Regions from separate parts of the Rattus norvegicus genome. Here region 1 is linked to region 2. Evidence: chromatin contacts called from public Hi-C data. All regions are on one chromosome and are shown on one strand. The core of a region is the stretch at or near the end of the contact, and the rest is flanking DNA. Distances in the headings are between cores, read along the strand shown. Region 1 holds the start of Cimip2b (ciliary microtubule inner protein 2B). Region 2 holds the start of Atp8b5p (ATPase, class I, type 8B, member 5, pseudogene).

Region 1 (7,644 bases), core at 4,574-7,073, 180 kb after region 2:
TCCTCACGCCTTCGGTCACAGCCCACTTGCTCTCACCTGACATGAAGAACTTCTGGGGGTCTGTATCATCCATGGAGTAGGGGGAGGTCTGGTGAGAAGTTAATGAAAGAAAAAACAAAATTCGGGCTCCCCGGAGACAGCGGGCACCCAGCCCTGCCCCACCAGCCCTGCCCCATCTCACCTGTGCCAACTCGTGCTTCAGCTGTGGCTCCTCTGCCTCCGGCCCTTGGTCCCTCTCCACCTCCTCCTCTCCCTTGGCCTCCTGGAGTTCAGGACTCTCCTGTGCCCCGCGCCTTTGTGTAAAATCACTCATAGCTTCAGCCCAAACCTGGTTGCAATTCTTGGCAAAAATGAACCGTGCCTGTGGTATAAAGCCTAACGGAGAAGAAGATGTGTTAGTCCAGGACATTCTCTGCAAGGGGACACCCACTGTGACCTGTATACAGACCTGTATACCCAGGGACTACGCTGGAGCTGAGCCTTTCGTGCCCACGCCTGGGAGGCGGCCTCCTCCTGGAGATCACAGGAGATCTTGGAGACCGGATGGGAGGCAGAAGTGTTCGGTGAGCAGGAGGCCAGGCTAGACCAGGAGGGCCTCGGAGTAGCTGACCAGTCACCTGCCCATAGGTCTGGCCCACGCTGAACCGAAGCAGTGGGCAGTGTCCGGTGTACCTGAAGTACAGAATCCACCCCTTAGCTCCAGGACGGACCCTGCCACTGCCACCATCCTGACACAGGCAGCAAAGCCATACTCTTGCTGTGAACTTGCAGTGTGCTTGTGTGTTCACTTTTAGACCGGGTGTCACTCTGCAGCCTAGGCTGACCAGACGCCTTTGATCCTTCTACACCACACCCATGCTTGGATCACACAGGCAGGTGCCAACCACACAAAACGCCACACACACACACACACACCACACACACCACACACATATACACCACACACACATATACACCACACACACACACCACACATACACACCACACATACACATATACACCACACACATACCACACACACACACACACACACCACACATACACACCACACACACATATACACCACACACACATATACACCACACACACACCACACATACCACACATACACACCACACACACATATACACCACACACATATACACCACACACACATATACACCACACACACATACACACCACACCATACCACACCACACACATATACACCACACACACACATATACACCACACACACACCACACATACCACACACACACCACACATACACACCACACACACATATACACCATATATCCATACACACACCACACGCACACCACACCATACCACACCACACACACATATACACCACACACACACCACACATACCACACATACACACCACACACACATATACACCACACACATATACACCACACACACATATACACCACACACACATACACACCACACCATACCACACCACACACATATACACCACACACACACATATACACCACACACACACCACACATACCACACACACACCACACATACACACCACACACACATATACACCACACAGACATATACACCATATATCCATACACACACCACACGCACACCACACCATACCACACCACACACACATATACACCACACACATATACACCACACACACACTCACATATACACCACACACACACACACACATACACACCACACCATACCACACCACACACATATACACCACACACACACACCACACATACCACACACACACACCACACATACACACCACACACACATATACACCACACAGACATATACACCATATATACACACACACACCACACGCACACATATACACCATATATACACATACCACACACACACCACACCACACACACACACACACACACATACACCATATATACACACACACGCACACACACACACACACCCCGCTTGAGACTGTGGGTCATTTTTTGTTGCTCTTTGTCTCTTACCTGCTGGGGACAGGGCCTGTGTGATCACTGCAGCTACTCCTCCCCAGCCCCGGAACACGCACTCCTGAGCCCTCTGCCTGGGTGTCCCGCCCTCCCGCTTTCGCCCTGTTTCCATGGAGGAAGGCAACACAAAGCTTAGTTAGACCCAGCTCTTAAAGCCGCTCGCCTCCCTTTTCCATGGCACACCACAGACACCCCGGTCTCAAGTCAGCTTGACCCCATTGTCTGAGTGAACCATCCTGTATCCCAAGCCCCATTCCCGAAGCAAGCAGGAGAGCACTCTGGGGAGACGTCTTACCCCGGAATATAGTGCGGATTCTGAGGGCTGAGCCCTGGGATGAAAGTGTTGACCATAGCCATGGGAACCGAAGCAGTTCTTTCTATTTCCCTTCCAGGAGGGACTCTGGGCCCTGTGTACCGTGTCCAGGGGTATGGGGCCGGAGGAAGGGGGCGGGGCAGAGGGTGGGGATTGCTAGGGCCAAGCCAGCAGACCAGGACGGAGAGCAGCTTCTTGGTCTCCCTGGGGCCAGTGCCATGCTGGCACATGGAGCAGGGCAGGGGCTGAGGGGAATAGCTGCCTTCATCCTGCGAAGCCTCTAGGTGGGAGGCGGGGGATGAGGCCTGCCAGGCCATTTGGCTCTATCTCAAAAGATTCCCTACTTTAGGCCCTTCCTGGCTGAAGAGAGGGGGTTGTGGTACCCGGTGAGGCTTGTAGAAAGAGGCTTCAAGAAGAGTTTGAGTCATCCAGAGAGAGATAATGGGGTGGGGACGGGGCAAGCCTAGAGACTGTAGGCATGGTCAGTAAGGTAATTGGAATTAATACAGGGGTTATTTACTGGATGGCTGCTATACTCCATCCACTCATTGATATGCCCTGCTCGGCTCAGCACCCTGAGGATGGCAGGATGCACCATGCAGAAGGTCCATGAGCCTCTGGGTAAAACTGAGCCGCTGTCCTCATGTGCAACTGCAGATGGTATTGTTTACCACCTGCTCTGAAGCCCAAATTAATCTATACCTGTATGCCAGAGCTGGAAACACAGACCTGCCACATGCTCAGCAAGTCCTCTACCACCCAAGTATATACCCAGGACACAGAGATATGAACTCAGAAGAATGTGGAGCGGGGGCAAGAACTGGGGCGTAAGGCCCAGCAGGCCTTGGCTTCTGTCTGAGGGCCTCAACCTCTTGGAGTAGATACCTTAACTTCCTCTGCCCCCAACTTCTCCGATCTCCAGTGTGAGGGTTAAAATGCCTGAGCTTACTAAGGCTCTGAGGGTCAGCAGCCTCGCTGAGCTAAGTGAAAGGAGCAGCTACTAAGGCCTCAGGAGGACGCCTCGCCTTCTGACACAGAATGCTGGTGAGTGGTAACGCCGTGGGAGGGAGAGAGGAGGCCCCCACTCAGAGAGTTCAGGGAAGGAGAGTCGTGTAAGGATAAAGGACTGAAACCAGCAGACAAGCCAACTCTGCATTTTAAAACTCTCTAGATTGTTAGCCTGGGCTACTAACCCTCTGGATAAGATGGAGGAAATATGCCGTAGCCGGACCTGGGGGATAGCCTTCAATCCTCAGGAGAGACACAAGAGGAGATGAGGTTGTTTTCTGCCTCTAGATGGTCCTTGAGGTGATGGTGGAACGCTTGAGCAGACATCTTGAACCCTTGAGAATGCTTACCCAGGACATCGCCTCTGAGAGTGACTGAGCAGCTGAATTGACCCGCTTTTCTATTCCATTATTGTTAAGGTCACTTTCTTTCACTTAGAGCCTAAGTGTCATTCCTTAAAGACTTCAAAAGCTAAACAGGCTCAAAGCTAAACGAGGCAGCACACTCCTCTAACGCTAGCACTTGGGAGGTGAGGCAGGAGGATTACCTGCCTGGCCTAACATAGCCCAACCATGTCTTAAAGCACACAGTTGGCTCAGACTTTTAACCTCACTCCATGTTGAGCCTACCCACATTCATTGCCCCTCAGTTCTCGAGGCTGAAACACAGGATGATGGATGTCACTGCTTCCTAGAGTAAAGCAGACAGCATGGGACATGCAGGCGCTCAGTGTTTTGTGCTAAGTTGCTAAGACAACCGCAGCCCATAATATTTGGTGGAAATGGGGAAGAAGACTCAAGGGCAGCTGCGGATGTGGGGGTAGGGAAGAGGATGAAATAGAAAAGTGGACAGGTTACAGTTCAAAGCCGAGGGTTAGAGAGAACGGTCTCCCCACCTCCACACCCCCACCCCACCCCCGTGGGAGAGGTGACTGAGGACAGTCTCACAGAGCCCACACTCACTGTGTAGTTGTGAGTGACCCTGAACTGCTGATCTCCTGCCTCCACCTCCTGAGTGGTGGTTATAGGCACGGGCCACCAAGCCTGCAGAAGAGATAGTAGCAGTGAGACTCAGGGTGTGAGTTAAAGCGAAACCACATGCTTAAAGCAAAGTGACTCGGTGGCAGGTCACTTACTGCGTACACACAAGGCTCTGGTCAAGTCCCTAGCATTGCAACTTTTTTTTTAACAAGAGGAAACAGGTTAGGAGCTGGTGACATAGTTCACTTGGTAGGTGCCTGACTATCGTGCTTTATCATCTGCCACGCCCACCCCATAATCACAGTGCTTGGGAGATAGAAGCAAGAGAATGGGGAGGGAGTGGAGAGGGGTCAAAGTCATCCTTATCTATATAGGGAGTTTGAGGTTAGCCTGGGCTACATGAAAAACAAAACATCAGACTTTGTCTAGATGTGTGTTATTTATGTGAGAAAGTGTGTTCTCGTTAGTGGGATAGCCTTGTTTCCCATCTCTGTAAAGGATATTTGTTAAGCCCTTGAAGAGTATTCTAACCAGAAAAACAGTGTAATGGCTCGCGAACCGGAACGCTCATGACCTCTGTGCCTCCCTCCGCTAGGGGTCGCCACAGTAACACAAACCACTCAAGGGAGCTGCCATACCTGATATCAGTGTTGGGTGTGGCTGCCCACCCACAAAACAAAGGTCCAGTTAGAGAAGCCGCAGCCTGCCTGGGCCACACTGGGCCAGAATTGCAGCCACAGCTTTCAGGCCTCCCTTGATCCTCTCGTAAGTTTCATGTGGTTCCCAGTCCACTGCCTGACCAGTAAGTCACCCCTGGGCAAGCATATGTCACCAGCAGGATGAGCAAAAGTGGGACACAGTTGCTCACACCTGAAGTTCCAACATTCTGGAGAGTAAGGAAGGATTTCCAAGAGTTCAGAGCCAGCCTAGACTACAGAATGAAACCATTAATCACACACACACACACACACACACACACACACACACACACACACCGAAAACTAAAATAGAAAATACCAGACCTTTGAGAACTCTCTCCCAAAATTGCAACAAGAAGTGAGAAGTCCCCACCCCCTAAATTACATAGAACACAATACTTATTAGTTATAAAAAAAAAAAAATAGGGGCTGGAGAGGTGGCTCAGTGTTTAAGAACATGCTGACTGCTCTCCCAAAAGACGGGTTCAATTCCCAGCATCTACATGGCAGCTCACAACTGTGTGTCACTCCAGTTCCAGAAGATCCAAAACTGTCACACAAACATACATTCAGGCAAAACACCAATGCACACAAAATAAAAAATAAATCATTAAAAGGAAAGAAAGATTTTCTTTTTTAAATATAGACTCCAGGGCATAATCCCAGGAGTTAAGAGATAGGGAGGAGAGAACCGGGGGTTTAAGATCATCCTCAATGACCTCAGCTACATGGCAAGTTCAAGGCCAGCCTAAGTGGTCAATTTAAAATACATACCATAGATACAATAGAGCTGTTTTAAAAAGAAACGCTAGAATGATAGCCTAGATTCCAGACGTTTACCTTAGACGTCATGAGACAAAATAGGAGTGTTGCTTACCGGCTTGCTCCCCCTGACATGCTCAGCCTGATTCCCCATAGAACCCAGGACCTCCAGCCCAGGGGCGGCCCCACCCACAGTGGGCTGCGCCCTCTGCCTCACTGGCTTGCCCACAGCACGGTCTGAGGGAGGCCTTTGTTTAATTGAGGGTCCCTCCTCTCAGGTGACTCTAACTGTGTCACAGTGACATAGAACTAGCCAGCCATAGGCATGTGCATCCATATACATACTCAGTACAAAATGCGTCTGAGTTGTTTGACTACAAGTTTTACATTGGCCTTCTACAGTTTGTGAGTGTGGTCACGAGAACAGCCCCTGAGAAGTTACAAGACAGAGTGGGAAAAAAGAGGAAAGGAAAGGAAAGATGACTGCCCAGGGATGCTGGAGGAGACGTGTATTATAAAATGCGGGCGATCATAGTCAAAGCCAGGGACTCTGGGAGACTCCAGAGTGGGCGTGACATGACCCTGAGCCCTGTGGGGTTGGGGGGAGGGGAGAAGAGGGGACAGAGAGGGACCAGGTGCAGCAGCAGGAGGCCCAAAGAGAGCAGCTAACCAAAGTGACTGGATTGTATAGAGAAGAGCAGCCCAACCTCCTGGGCTGGAGAGTTCTGGGGAGGGGGCGGAGTGTGCCAGCTAGGAAGGCCCTGTAACAGGGGTACGGAGACCAGGCTGTTGGCATGTGCTTCGGTATGTCCTAGGGTCAAGCCTACCACGTAACACTAGACTTATGTGCTACTTTAGAAATTCACTTCCTACATCATTGTTTAGAATAATGCCCTCCTGACCTCCGCCAATGTCAACAGTCTAGCTTGAACTTAACTTGGATCACTGGAGTCTGTGCAGGAGGTGTGAACCGGAGACACTGAAAGCAGCTACACACGGGCTTTTCTTCCCCAAATACCTGGCAGAAACAACATCTTGGAGGAAGGATTTTTTTGTTTGTTTGTGGTTTCTCAGATCTCAGCCCGTCATGGCAGCAAGCACACCAGGAGTTCAAGGCCAGGCTTAGCCACATAGTGAGCTGGAGGCCAGCTTGACCTACATAGGAACACTGTTTCAAAAACTAAGCCAACCGGGGTTGGGGATTTAGCTCAGTGGTAGAGCGCTTGCCTAGGAAGCGCAAGGCCCTGGGTTGGGTTAAGCCAACCAAAACAAAATGCCTTAACCCCAATCAGTGCCATAAGACAGCAGCTATTCTTACAACTCTGTGGATTGGCTGAGGTTGGCTCTCTACCATGGGGCTGGTGAGAGCCTTTGCCCTCTTCCCACCTCTCCCCAGGTTCCCTCCTAGACCAGCAGGTTAGTCCGGGCATGCTCTCATAGCGACCGGAGGGGAGGGCAACGTGCACATCTATGGAGTTTGCTTGTATGCCTGCTCGATTGTGTAGAAAGATGCCTAGCTCGGCAGTGCAAAGCTCGGCCTGTGAGTGAGTGTTTCCAGAGACTAGATCCTGAGGGCTCTTCTCCAAATAATGCTTTCATCCACTGACAGATCCAGACTCTGAATCCAACTCTGGGTGTTGGTACGACTGCAAGGCGGGCCTGGTTGGGAGCAATAGCGGACTCCTTATTCTGGTCCTTTCCTGTTAGCAGCTCTGCTCCTGGTCTGCCTGCCTCTGCCTCCCAAGTGATCACAATCACAGATGTGCACCATGATGTCTGGCTACATGACTGAGATTTGATATAGCCTGTTACATGGCACTCTTCTGATAATAGGTAGTTGATGTAAGTTACTACTCAAAATACCCGTATAGTAAACATTACACTTAAAT
Region 2 (7,659 bases), core at 4,570-7,069:
GGCGTACTGTAGGGATTTTTGTCTGTCTCTTAAGGGACTAGAAAATCAGACGCTGGCACCTCTGCCTTTTCCTGTGGCCTTAGAAATGTTCTATCTATACTTTCTACTGTTCTGCCATGGTTTAGTTGGTCTCCAACTGGAGGAGTCTAATGTGGGATACTCAAGCATTGACTTTGCATCCTGCCCCCATCTGAGTTTCCTCAGAATGTCTATGAACTCTCTAATGACTGTAACTCTTTGACCTCTAACTGCTCTTCTTTCTCTGTCCTCCTGCTGCTCACTTCTTGACTTGCCTGTCCTCGCTCAGTACATGATGGGAAAGGTATTAGGTTTACTGCTAACGAGGACATTCGGCCAGAAAAGGGTATGTTCTTTTACATTGTGCAAATATGAATCAAACACTGACTTACCCAGTAGACTACAGTGAGCTGTATGCTGGGGGTGACTGAACTAGCTGTTCAAAGTCCAGGAGTTCTGTACCAAATCTTGCCTTTGGCAGTGGCCTGGCTTCTTCAGAGATTGTGACTAGACAGTTGTTCTGTGGGTTGAAGTAGGACAGAGAAGGGACACCCAGAAATCCCAAGGACAAGCACGAGATTGCTTCTCTTCTCTAAGAGCATTAAGAGATATAATTAAGTCAGAGCACAGTGACACATGCCTATAATCAGAAATCAAGAGACTGAAGCACGAGGCAGTCAAGTTCAAATCCACCCAGCACTGCACAGGGAATAAGAATGAGCAGAAAGCAGAAAGGAGGAGGGAAGGAGGGAGAGAGAATTCTCAGTATATTTTTGAAGTCAGTTTCTTCGGAGATTCTGCCGGTTTATTTTGAGTTATAGTGTACAGCCTCATTCTTTCTCTCCTTTTTGTTTCCTCTCCCATTTATTACTTCCCCATGACGACTGTGGGTGATTTCTTCCTGCTTCAGGGTAGGGTGTGAGGTGGGGCATTCTAAACCCTCAGGTGAGCTGGACTCTAGTTCTCCCGTGGGCATTCATCTGTCTGTCCCTCAGGGGCTGGTGTGGACGACCCTGTGGGAGAAGTCTCTATTCAGGTGGACTTGTTTACACATCCTGGCACTGGGGAGCATAAGGTCACAGTGAAAGGTGAGTGCTGTTCACTTAGACATCCAACCCTTTATCTATTCACTTTACTCTCCTATATCTGGCCTCCCTCTCCTCCCAGGCCCCATCCCTCAGGGATCTGAATCTGCTTCCTGTCTGTGGATCCTGTTCCCCTAACTGGACTGCCTTGTCTGGTCTTAGTGGGAGAGGATGAGGCTAGTCCGGCAGAGTGTGACCCTCTCTTACCATGGCCTCACTCATCTCTTGAAAGCAGGGGCTTTCCCAGTGCTCCGGCTCCATCCTCCCCAAGGGAAACATGACCTAGGGCTTAAGAACTGGGAATACGGGGTTGGGGATTTAGCTCAGTGGTAGAGCGCTTGCCTAGCAAGCAGAAGGCCCTGGGTACGGTCCCCAGCTCAAAAAAAAAAAAAAAAAAGAACTGGGAATACTGGTGGGATCTCTCACAGATCTCCCTTGTTTGGTTAGTGGTAGCAGCCAATGATCTCAAGTGGCAGACAGCAGGTATGTTCCGGCCTTTTGTGGAAGTGACCATGGTTGGCCCACACCAAAGCGATAAGAAGAGGAAGTTCACAACCAAGTCTAAAAGTAACAGCTGGACTCCCAAGTACAACGAGACTTTTCATTTGTAAGTTAAGTTACAGAAAAGGAAACCTATGGAGCTCTGGAACTGGGGAGTGCTGGGTGGTAAGGCTGAAGAAAGTGGGAGTAGACCAACTGGTTAGATGTCAACCTTGGATGGATTGAGCAGAAAATGTTCATTTCTGGCTTTTTATCCCTGTGCTCATAGCCTCCTGGGAAATGAAGAGGGTCCCGAGGCCTATGAATTGCAGATATGCGTGAAGGATTACTGCTTTGCCCGGGAGGATCGTGTGATAGGACTGGCAGTGATGCCCCTGAGGGATGTGGCAGCTAAGGGCAGCTGTGCCTGCTGGTGCCCGTTGGGCCGGAAGATCCACATGGATGAGACAGGCATGACCATTCTCCGGATTCTGTCTCAGAGGAGCAATGATGAGGTAGCCCGAGAGTTCGTGAAGCTCAAGTCAGAGTCTCGATCCATAGAGGAAGGGAGCTGACCATCTCTGCCATCTTTGCCTTGTGTGCCATCCAGACAGCACCCACTGCTCAGATCAGTCAGGGAGAGTTAGCTGTGTAGCCAGCTTAGAGTCCTCGTAGTCAAAAAGCTGACTCTCCCAGTTAAGGATGACTAAGGAGAATCTTGGGGTAGTTAAGACTATGGCTCTTTAGAGAAAAGTCCTGAATCCCCAACCAGTAGGTCTGTGGTGCTAGAAGCTGAGCTGTAGAAGCTACTTCATGGAGAGGTTTTTCCACAAATAGAGAGGGACAGACATTCCAAGAGTGCCAGTTATTCTTGGTAGACAACTGTCCCCTCCACTTCCCACTTCCACCCTTCTCTAAACCACACTTTTCCAGGTAGGCACTTATGTGCTCCTCATTAGAACATGTTTAGAAGGCCTGGAGCTTGTACCTGGCTGACTCCATGATGCACAGTGGAGATTGGCCAGAGCAGGAACACAAAGAATGGAATCCACTGTCACTTGAGCAGCAGGACTGGTTTGTGTGGCTTCAGTGAGAACAAGGCTTGGAAACTGAACAAGATACCTTCTTCTGCAAAGACACCGAGCTATTTCCTTTGCTCAGAATAGCTGTCATAAGTCAAAGCAGGTTCACATGGTGCTTTGGAGCCCTGAGCAGAATATTTCTTTGGAATCCAGGCACCAGGGGTCTCATCTGCCCAGAGTACTCCCAGCTCCCTACTCCTGTAAGCAGGGAGTGATGCTTAGAACACACACACACACATACACACACACACACACACACACACACACACACACATACCACAACACAACACAACACAATATCTTATATGTATAGACTTGAAGGCTAACTAAGGATCCAAGGATATTTTCTTGAGTAGTCCCTGATCAAAGCCAAAAAATAATGGAAAATGGTCTAGAAAGAACTGTTCTCACCCATGGCCACAAGCTTCTGGCCGTCCTCCTTACAGAAAGCATCTAGTCTTTGGCCTTCCTCTTTTCTTTGGGATCAGCTGCTGTTCCCCACGGATTGGTCAAGCATAAAGAAGGAACTTGGACTTTCATTCCTCTGTATGAGCTGGATGGAGGGGGGACTTTAGGACTTGCTGGAAGGTCAAAGACAAACCCTTTCAGCAGGTCAGATGAGCTTCCTGGACTCTTGGTCAGAAATGTAGCTTGATCCTTGGATTTCCTGATAGTAGCCTCCTGAAATTGCTATGGACTCAACATTTTCCACAGTGCGCCACAATACAGGAAACAAACTGAGCATCTTTGCTGTTTTTAATTATTATATGTGCCATTATTATGGGAAATTGTAGGGTAGACTTTAATAAATTATCTTATAACAACTTTTGGAGTCTGGAATTCTGTAAATATTTGGAAAACTATAAAAATGATTGTCATGTTTATTCATAGCTTTTGGACTAATAACCCCTGGTTACACTCCCCCTCCCCACTCCACTTATAGCCAATGGTGGAAACTAAGTGTTCTGAATGACCACTGACTCCACAGTCATTAGGCTGATTCATTTTGGTTTTGACTGAGACAACCAGTCTGATAAACAGTCTTGTTACATAGGACATCAGCTTCCTGCAAAAGGTGCAGAAGGGAAGGAGCTGACAGGTGCCACAGAAAAGTAGTCCATGCTTCCTCCTTCCTTGTCCAGGATCACTGGGGCAGATCACAGCCTGGGCAGAGGAGAGAGGCAGAGCAGAGCAGAGTATAGCATAGGGCCCAGGCTGCTGTGACAGCCCAGGCTGGGCTTTTTGCCCCAGCTCTTGAAGGCAGATAATCTGTGGTAGCAAAACTTGGAAGGTAGAGAAAGGAAGGTTAAAATGAGGCCTCATGGAATCAGAAAATACAGACCTCATAAACTCCTTCCTACCACAGCTAGCACCTGCAACAGGAAACTGGACCCACTTCCATTGTGTGCTAAATAGAGACTTTCTATTCAGTTGCCCGGTCATTTTAAAGCTTCTTCCTTCTCCCACTCCCCTCCTAAAACAGCTACTTTCTGTCCTGTGCATCAAAATTGTCCCCAGGGCCTGGGTAGGGCGGCTCACATGTTAAGAGCAACAGTTGGGAGATAGACATTTGGATCTCCGTGAATCTGCGGCCAGCTTGGTCCACATGGCAGTTCCAGGCTACAGTTAGACCATGCTGATAAATGGAATGTTCCTGGAAACCTACTACCTACTTTCTAGTTCCACTACCACTAGTTGTCACGGGACTTGATTGGGTTCGTTTTCTCTGCCAGTTGAAGAGCTACAAGCAGAGCGGGGGGAAAAAAATCTCAGCTGTGACAGACAGGTAGCTATAGAGAAATTGCAAAAGGGCAGATTCAGCAGTTGGAAGAAAGCTTTTTATTAAAAGTGAGAAAACATTCCTATTCAGCAGGGACTGTCCTGCAAAGGAGAGAGAGAGAGACTCTTCTGCAAAGCAGAAGCCCAGCTTCTTGATGGCTAGGAACTTGTCAAGTGTGAAGGTTCTTCCTCCCCTAATTTAGGGTTGGTGTGTTTAAAAAAAGACAGGACAGTTAGTTGGTTGGCCTACAACTATTGTATAACCATGTCCTGACCTGTCTTGAACTTGCTGAGCCAGTCCCTCAGCAGGGGCCCCACTGGCAGGAGGAGTTTTTAAAAAAGCCCATAAGACAACCACCACCTCCTCCTCCTCCTCCTCCTCCTCCTCCTCCTCCTCCTCCTCCTCCTCCTCTTCCTAACCTGTTACAGAAGTGCTCCTCCGTGCTCTGATGTTCCTTTTCTGGTTTAATTTATTTATTTTACATTCCGGCCTTTGTCTCAGGTCAAGAGGGTAAAGAAGAAGCCAGGCATCTTGGAAGTTCACAGTCTTTATTACTTAGTCATGACCCCTCATGTTTGTATCAGGGACTCTGTCTAACTTCTCGTCCCTCGTATTTTTTTATTTCCCCTCCCCTGGATCGCGGATAAACCCCAGCCTTTGTTCCTGCTCTCTTTTTAAAAAGTACTTTAAAGTTGTATGTACTTTCGTGTGTATGGGTGTTTGCCTGCATGTATGCTAGTGCACCACCTGGGTGCCTGGTACCCACAGAGGTCAAAGGAGGCATCAGATTCTGGAACTGGAGTTATGGATGGTTGTGAGACACCATATGGATGTTCTCTGCAAGAACAAGTGCTTTTAACCACTAAGCTATCTCTCTGGGTCCTTCCTCTTTTCAGGTCAAAGCTACTCAGTGGTCACCTTGGCTTCTAAGCTGAAACTTAAGTCTCACCAGGAGGGCACACCCACCACATATCCACACACACAATCCTGCAGCTGACTGAATTATTGCCCTTATAGTTCCCTACATACTTGTGCACTGTGCCCCTCGGTGCTGCTTTACATTCTTGGGTCCTTGTTAATGTCTAGCCACCCTTTCCACTACCTTCTATATTAGTCTGTCACCTCTGGAAGCCATTGGGACTCGACCAACTCTGGCAGCACTCTCCATTGCCATTCTCCCCTCATTAGCATGTAGTTAGCCCCCGGAAGGATCTGAGGATTTCATCTCTACAGGACTCAGCCATCTCAGGGATTTAGGACCCAACTACTTCAAAGCCAGACTTTTCATCTGCTGTATCCTGGTTAGGGCGAGGGTAGCAGAAAGACGGGGGCGTGGCTGGAGACGGGGGCGTGGCTGGAGACGGGGGCGTGGCTGGAGACGCCCGTGGCAGCGCGTGGGTGGGCAGGTCCAGCCCTGGGCGGAAGCTGTGGCTCTGTGGCACCTGCGCAGAAAGGTGCGTTAAGATGGAGGTTGCTGGAGTAGAAGGCTGTGAGGCGACGGTAAGTAGGGGGCGCCCGAGGAGAAGTTACGGTTTTCTTTCTGACAGCTTTGCTTGGAGACCTTATATTACTTGAACTACGGTTGCTAAGCCTCCTACTTCTTTGAGAACTATTGTAATACTCACCAAGAGAACTCTGTCAGTACTCCTTAAATATACAGGTTTCCCTGGCGCGCTCCTAGAGATGTCTTTGTCCATACACTTCAAGTTTTTATTCTCTGCCAGATAGCACCCAAAGGGCACACATTTGTCCATCTAATCCTTAAATCAGGTTAACCCTAAGTCTCCCAGCTGTTAGCCCTAGTAACTAAGGAAGTTTGCACATTTCCCCCAGAGTGTTAAGATTCTTGGGCATTTGCTGTCATTCTCATCCTTTTAATGCCTACTTGACAGGAAAAATTAAACTCTCTACCACGAACAGATTTTCTAATGTGAAACTGAGTAGGTATTTATGTATCCGAGGAACTGCCAAGGTAGACATTGTTACTTTGCCTTGAGATAGGGTCTTGCAGGATAGCCCTAACTGGCTTGAAACTCACTGTGTAGACCAGACTGCTCAGCAACTTGTATTGATCCTCCTGCCTCTGCCTCCTGGCTGGTAGGATCATAAGTATAAATTGTGTTTGGGGCCCTTGGAGGCCAGAAGAGAGCACCACATCCCCTGAGACTGTAGTTAAAGAGCAATAGCAGCTGCCATGTGTGGGAACTCAGTGCTACTGGAAGAGTAGCGTTTCTCCAGCCCCTTGATAAAGTATCAAACAAAAGAAGAGTAGAGAAAATTCCAGGTCTTCTAGAAGGTATGAACTAGCAGATTTTTAAAGGCTAGAATCACTTCCTTTAGCCTAAGTGTGTGGCATGTCTGTTCACAACACATGTTTTGCATGATCATCCCAGACCCAGGAGCAGAAAGGAAAAACTGAAAAAGCAATATAAAAATGGCAAAAATGGTATTGAAGCCAGAATCAGAAGACATAAATATGAGTCTCAGTGCTTATACGTAGTGTTCAGGAGTCTGGCCTTTAGCATAACAGTTTTCTGCAATTGATATTTGGAGTGGTAATTCCTGCCATATCTAACTTAGAGGGGGTGAGATGGACGTTGAAAACTATAAATTTTCTCTATGTGAATACAGAAGTTTTATGCAGAATCCTCTGTGTTCTGATAAAGTAACTCTGTCCCAAGTTCAAGGAAAATATATTTGTTGAGCAATTCCTATATGTCAAGTATTCTTCTAGGTCCAGGCCCTAGCATTGGATAAGAGACAAATAACCCATCAGCATATTAATTACTTAAGTATCTAGTGCAGACTCAACAGCATAGTGAAGTAATAGGAAGAATCTAAATTCTAGACTTAACTCTGCTGCTGTATATCTATGAAAAAGACTCTTGTATGCCAACCTGACTATCTGCGTCTGTGAAATGCGGAGTTAAGGCAGCCTCAAATGTTCTTTCCAGTTGAACTTACCTAACGTAATGAATTTATTGCCTCCCAAGAATGCCCCTATCGAAACAGCTGAACGGTCAGAGAACCATAAGGACAAGTACTAAAGTCACAGTGGGTTCAGCACAGCAGTAGTAAACAGCAGAGTTGTTCAGTAGTAGAGTGCTCAGAGACTTCATGGAAGGCTAGGCAGACTGGGAAAGATGGAGACTGGAGTAGAAAAAGAGAAGGGGCCCTTGAAGGTATTGGAACGTGAATGGAACTTCAAATGAAT

What was found. Hi-C and Micro-C count contacts between places; a contact is called where the count stands out from the background.
Region 1: a Hi-C map of liver shows a contact between it and region 2, with 2.8 times the contacts expected there. The contact joins the promoter of Cimip2b here to the promoter of Atp8b5p in region 2. A contact is called at or near these places in 9 of 12 Hi-C or Micro-C datasets (Schwann cells, frontal cortex, hepatocytes and 4 more).

The regions. Positions count from the first base shown.
Region 1 is chr5:62,471,989-62,479,632 of GRCr8, forward strand. Cimip2b (ciliary microtubule inner protein 2B) reads right to left here and starts at 5,824. Exons shown (of 4, transcript XM_063288530.1): 1 at 2,290-5,824; 2 at 449-672; 3 at 37-375. The coding sequence starts at 2,624.
Region 2 is chr5:62,296,394-62,304,052 of GRCr8, forward strand. Atp8b5p (ATPase, class I, type 8B, member 5, pseudogene) reads left to right here and starts at 5,820. Exons shown (of 28, transcript XM_063288528.1): 1 at 5,820-5,945. Unc13b (unc-13 homolog B) reads left to right here. Exons shown (of 34, transcript NM_022862.3): 31 at 308-364; 32 at 1,014-1,106; 33 at 1,551-1,710; 34 at 1,873-3,491. The coding sequence ends at 2,158.